Regions from separate parts of the Zea mays genome. Here region 2 is linked to region 1. The links are chromatin contacts, called in public Hi-C maps. All regions are on one chromosome and are shown on one strand. The core of a region is the stretch at or near the end of the contact, and the rest is flanking DNA. Distances in the headings are between cores, read along the strand shown.

Evidence for each region. A called contact is a pair of places that touch in the nucleus more often than the background predicts.
Region 2: a contact with region 1 is called in a Hi-C map of tassel, with 2.4 times the contacts expected there. The contact joins the promoter of LOC103655506 here to the enhancer-like site in region 1. A contact is called at or near these places in 3 of 25 Hi-C or Micro-C datasets (ear, leaf and tassel).

What each region holds. Positions count from the first base shown.
Region 1 is chr4:130,711,119-130,714,085 of Zm-B73-REFERENCE-NAM-5.0, forward strand. No RefSeq gene overlaps it. Among protein-coding and RNA genes, the nearest start is that of LOC103653675, 16 kb to the left of the region's middle. Within about 2 kb of position 1,378, at least 16 of the 20 cell types and tissues checked have an H3K27ac peak or open chromatin away from gene starts, as enhancers often do. A contact at or near this core is called in ear, leaf and tassel, where this site is marked.
Region 2 is chr4:130,896,429-130,899,522 of Zm-B73-REFERENCE-NAM-5.0, forward strand. LOC103655506 (MADS-box transcription factor 27) reads left to right here and starts at 1,318. Exons shown (of 7, transcript XM_020552601.3): 1 at 1,318-1,876; 2 at 2,495-2,573. The coding sequence starts at 1,695.

The DNA.
Region 1 (2,967 bases), core at 128-2,627:
GCCGGGCTAGCCCACCGTGCCTAATTTCCTGTCCGAGTCCGGCCCGCTTATTCGTGCCGGACCGGCCCGGGCCCGCATATAACCGGGCCGTGCCGGGCTCAGACCGGGCTTCGTGCCGAGCTCACGAGCCTCGTGCTTATTGGACATCTATACACCCGTCCCAGTTTTTTTTTAAGAGACCAGCTCTGTGTGTGCGCGCGCGCGCACGAGATGGTACCATCAAAGCCTATCGCTCTCGTAGGGGATATCTATCTGGAAACACGTCTAAGTGGGGGCAAAAGCGAAACTGTGTGCCGACGGGCGAGATTTTGTCGCAGTTATCAATAGCCGTCGCCCAAGAAGAACCTGACACATATACAGGGCACGGTTAATGTTGACGTCGATCTATACGCTAATTACTAGGTTATATCGTCTGACGGTGCCCTCTGCGACGGCGCGGACGGTCCGCGACCTGGGCGCAGGAGCGACATCTTCTCTATATCACACGGGACGGTTCGCGCTCTGGGTCAGTCGGTCCGTGATGGCGCATGATCGTTATCCCATTTGCTGGAATCTAGATCTCGCCCTCTGAGTGAGAGATCTTAGAGTGCTCCGGGTCGACAGGTTACCAGGAGTGTTCCTAAGAAATTGTGTTCAAATGTTCTTAATGGTCCGTGCCCCTTCGTAGATCTATTTCTAGACGATAGCTAATAAATTTCACGTGATTAGATGGATAACCACATACAAAATAATCGTCTGAATTAATCTGATCACGGGATGTCCGGACCTTAGGACAATACCGTTCAACACTTAGTGTTCAACATTTACCTTGGATCGAAGACAAATATTATCATCGGCGTATAGCTACCTGATCATGCAAATGCAACGAACCGAGTCAAGATACGTCGCTGAAAGCACGCGTGTCCCCATCGGCAGGAAGGAGACGCCTTTCAGACCATCTAACAGACGCTACCATGAATTAGAGTGGAAAAGGACGTGGGAATTGGATTGGAACCGGGTGTGGCGTGGATGGATGGGACATGGTTCACATGAACCATGCATGGATACATTTGATCCGTGACCTTGTTGGTACGGTATTATTAGCACATACTACAAATCGAGGGCATATATCCGGCGTACTCCTGTTTTTTTTTTGTTCTCATATAAACATGCCACAACGATTTGATCGTTCGAATCTGACAGCCTAAGCGGCTAAGCCAAGAAAATCCAATTGATGTATCTTTTTAATACTACCAAAAAAATAGAAGCGGACTTGTGAACCACAGAAGAACGATACAAGGACGAACGAGGAATATTCAGCACAGCCAACATTCGAGCGATAAGTCGACCGCAAAAAAAAAGACCCTTAAGGCCCACCCAAGCCCATACATAATAAAATGCTGGGCCCCAAGCCCAAACGAAAATCAGTATGACCCCTACAAGTTTTGGGTTCCCCACTTACCCTTAACTAATGCTACTGCTTCCTCCGATCTTAAATATATGATACCGTTAACTTTTTTTTAAACATTGATCACTCATTTTATTCAAAATATTTATTCGAAAATGTAAAATCACAAGTAAAGTTCAAACAATCTTAAGTGATAAAACAAATCATAACAAAACAAATTATAATTCGTGATTTTTTTAAATAAAACGAGTGGTCAAAGTTTTTTTTAAAAGTCAACAGTGTCATATATTTAAGAACGAAGGTAGTACTAATTAAGCCTCAAGTCCCAATATGCTTCCATGTTGGCGAAGTACGTACGAACGCTACAAGTTTATTCTGCCTGCGACTTATGAGGCACGATCAACAAAATGCAGCATGCATCGACGACTATAATTACATGCGTGACGGGTAATCAAGCGGTACGCCGGTACCCCCATCCGATCTAGCCACGTGGTACGCCGGTACCCCATCTGATCTAGCCACGCCCGCTAAATTGAGTAGAGGTGGCGGTAATGGATCACGATCCAAATATTTCTTTATGATTCGAACGTGACCTTAATTAATTTTATTTTAAAAATAAATAGAAATATAGTCTGATTCTAGTATGATCTCATCGAGAGTTTATAGTGAAATTTAGAGCCTATTGGACAATACTCCGTGGGAGTTTTATAAAAAAATTCATTTGCATGGCATGTTATTTAATGAAGAAAATATGAGAAAGTTTTCGTCTGGGAGATGAGAGACTCTGTTTTCTAAACAAATAATATTTACATGGCAGCTTTATAAACAGTGCCATAAATCCATCTATTGAGAATGGCCATGCACGCCGGCGTTGTCGAGGTGGAGGGGCCGTGGTGGCACCGTGAGAGGAACATGTCCTTATTTAATGGAATAACTAGGTAGGTGCCGTGCATTGCGACGACATCCAAAATATTCGACAAAGCATTGTTTTTAGGATAGATAGTATATCTGAAACAAAACACTAGTTGTGCAAGCTGGTAGGCAGTAGGCAACATGTAGCTAGGAATTCTGAAACAATATGGTGCCAGCATGGGTCTAGAGACAAGAAAACATGGAAAAACGAAGTGAATTCATACATAGATTCAAGCTACCATAAATACGTTCATACTGTTCTCTAACAAATTACAAGATCAACTATACCAATCTCCAGTAAGCGTCAGTTAGTAGGAAGGGGTGTCGTTAAATGTCACTGCGACATAGACTACTCAGCTACATAGGTCACATTGTCATACAAGTATGTAACTTTGCATCTTCAACGACAAGGTCGCATGCCTCAGATCATCCAACATCCCAGGGGAAATGCACAATTGCAAGCATAGGTTCTAGTCTTAAGGCTCGACCATCCCACATAGGAGCATTGCTTCTTTGCATGTTATGGAATCAATTTCGTGACAATGTTTGCTAGGTCTCCTTTCAATTCCGCGGAACAGAGGTAGCAAGCATGTAAGGTGGTGATATACAAAGAACAAACTTGGAACTACACTGCTACCTACCTGGTTGTAACAATTGGAGAATGAAAC
Region 2 (3,094 bases), core at 68-2,567, 190 kb after region 1:
GAACACAATGTGTGTGCGCGCACAGAGAGAATATGTTGTTTAAGTAGCGCTGATTTGTTCAAACCTAAAACTGCATAGACAGCATGACATGACTGCGTACATGCATGTATGTAGCACCAGCCAGGCATGCATGCATGTAGGCTTCTCGTGAGTTGTGTGCGAGATATTGTTGCGAATCTTCATTCTTCACCGGCGCCTCCACGAGTCGGCTAACCGTACGTCCGGCAGGCGGCGGTGACACCACGAGCACCTGTCAGCCGTCGTCTAGGGCACAACACAACAATATTATCTTCGCCATCGGCCTTAGTAGTTTAACTCTACTTTTAATATAACTTTACTACTAAGCACGCTAAACCAAACTAATCGTTTCAGATCTTCTGTGCGCAGCATATCATGTAGCACCGTTTGTCTCTTGTGTGTTGTTTGGTATATGGAGACATATAGATAGAGAGAACATGGCACAATGAGTCAATGACTATAACCTTTAATTTTGGGGTTTCTAGTCGCACTGAACCAAAAAAAAATTGTAGTTAAATGGATCGTTGCATTTAGCTATATAGAAATTACTAGTACACACAAAGTAAAGCCAACCGCTCTAGTCTACGGATACAATAACAATAAAGGTTCGTTTATTTCGTTGGAATTGAATTCAATTTTAATAATTATAATTTAGATAAAACTAATTAAGTTCATATATTTATATATGTAATATATTTGTACATTATCCTAAATCATATAAGAGAGATAGTTATATACTATATTTATATTATAGCGAAGCAATTAGAAGAATGTGCTATAAGTTGTACATCGAAAAAATAGCATGTAAATCTATAGAATTAATTTCCATCTCTCACCCCATGAATTTGATATAGGCTTATATGGTAACTTTGAAAAGTGGTGGAATGTCATATTCTAAAAAATAGTCTATTCCATTAATAAGATTCCAATTCCTTAAAATAAAAAGAAACAAACGAGACCTAATAGTGAAAACTGTATCTATATAATCTTCTGATCCCAAATGGACAACATATATCATATATAGTTAATTATTTTCTACTTCCTTGACTATAGTTCCCAAGGTCTTGCTTATAGTTGATAGTTGATGGAACTAGCTTGTTTAGAATGGTCATCACCAGCTTTCCTTTCGTGGTTGCGACGATTTTCTGGGCTATCATTAGCACAGAGGCATCATTTAATTAGGGTTAATTAGCACCAGCCAATAAACAAAGCCCTCATTGAGGGGTGATTAGCAGCAGCCAATAAAGAAAGCACAGAGATGAGGTAGGGTAAGCAGGAAATGGGTGTACATGTCGTGCGCGTCCGGCCTAGCTTCTCTTCCCTTTCCTTGCTAAATAAAGCAAGTAGCAGATAGGGGAAAGTCTGCTCGCAAGTTGCATCCACCCTGCGCCAAGAAAAGCCATCGTTCTTCCCACAAGAAGCATCGTCCATATTTCCCCCTCCTCCTCTCCCCCCCCCCCTTGGGAGACCAGCTTTTGAGCTAATTCTTCTTCGACAGCTCCCGCCAGATCTCCTCCTGCCGTCGTCCTCAATTAGCTTTAATTTCTCCTGTCCTGTCCTGGATCGAGTCGTTGGAGTTAGAGGGCCACAATCATATCTCCATAGGTTTCGTGCCAGCGAACGTGCGAGAGCAGCAGCAGGTTGACTGAAGAGAGATCGAGGCCGGGGACGCGGAGATGGGGAGGGGAAAGATTGTGATCCGCAGGATCGATAACTCCACGAGCCGGCAGGTGACCTTCTCCAAGCGCCGGAACGGGATCTTCAAGAAAGCCAAGGAGCTGGCCATCCTCTGCGATGCGGAGGTCGGCCTCATCATCTTCTCCAGCACCGGCCGCCTCTACGAGTACTCTAGCACCAGGTCTCTTCTGTTCATCCCTGGCCTGCAGCCTGCTTTAGTTTAATACTTCAATAATGCCAGTTGTTTCCTTGTTGCTTGACGAAGTAATATTTTTTTTATTTGTTGTGTTTTAGTTTAAAAATAATTAGTGGACGAGAAATATTCGAGAACAGAAGTAGTATATAATATAGTAGTTCTTGTTTTATTTAGGTTCTCTCGACTGCATTCTATGATCTGAAATTAGAAACTTCCTATCTAAATAAACATCATGCATGGACTCATGATGGACATATGCACCATATATATGCACAGAAGTCCTAAGGTAGACAATACATGTCATTGCAGTAGGAAATTAAACACATACGCTTTTGTGATATAATATATATATATATATATATTATATATATATATATATATATATATATATATATATGTATATATATATATGTCTGCAGTTTTTTAGGCTAGTAGTTAGTATCATTGGAATTTTCTTTCCTAAATATATAGAGGGAGAGAGCCTAGATCTAACTTCTGTAACTAAGAATTTAGCTTTTAGGTAGCTAAACTTAAATATTTTTCACTGAATCATATAATAATAGTTTTTTGTTGTTGATAAACTGCCATTTGTGCTGTGTGCAGCATGAAATCAGTTATAGATCGGTACGGCAAGGCCAAGGAAGAGCAGCAAGTCGTCACAAATCCCAACTCGGAGCTTAAGGTTTGCTCTAGATAAATAAATCCCTCTGTATATTCTCATGTGTTTGCTTGTTTAATTAAAAGATTGCTATATGTTTTTGCATTCATCTTGAATATATTCTTTAATTTATAGTTTTAAGGATGAGAAAAAATTACACGGCCAATTAGCAGATTTAGCTAGCTAGATCAAAGAAAAATCAAAGTTTGTAGACCTCCCTTGTTGGTTCTATATGTAAGGATGAATGATCAGGTTCACCACCGAAGCTAGAAAAGGTAACTAATTTGGCCAAGTTTTGTCTTGGTCTCGTCACATCAGCAAGCATTCTACCTTTTTATCGATCTTATCATGCGTGAGCTGCTTGATCTTTTCTAATTAAAAAAAAATAGTTTCAGTACCTAAGGATATCGTCCGTTTGCCTGTCTAGTTGGTCCACTATAAAAGGGTTTGATCAATCATGCCTTCATTCATATTATAAGCGTGGAATGTCAATTCAGACCAATCACACCACACTTGGTTAGGGAATCACGCATTTTGTATTGGTT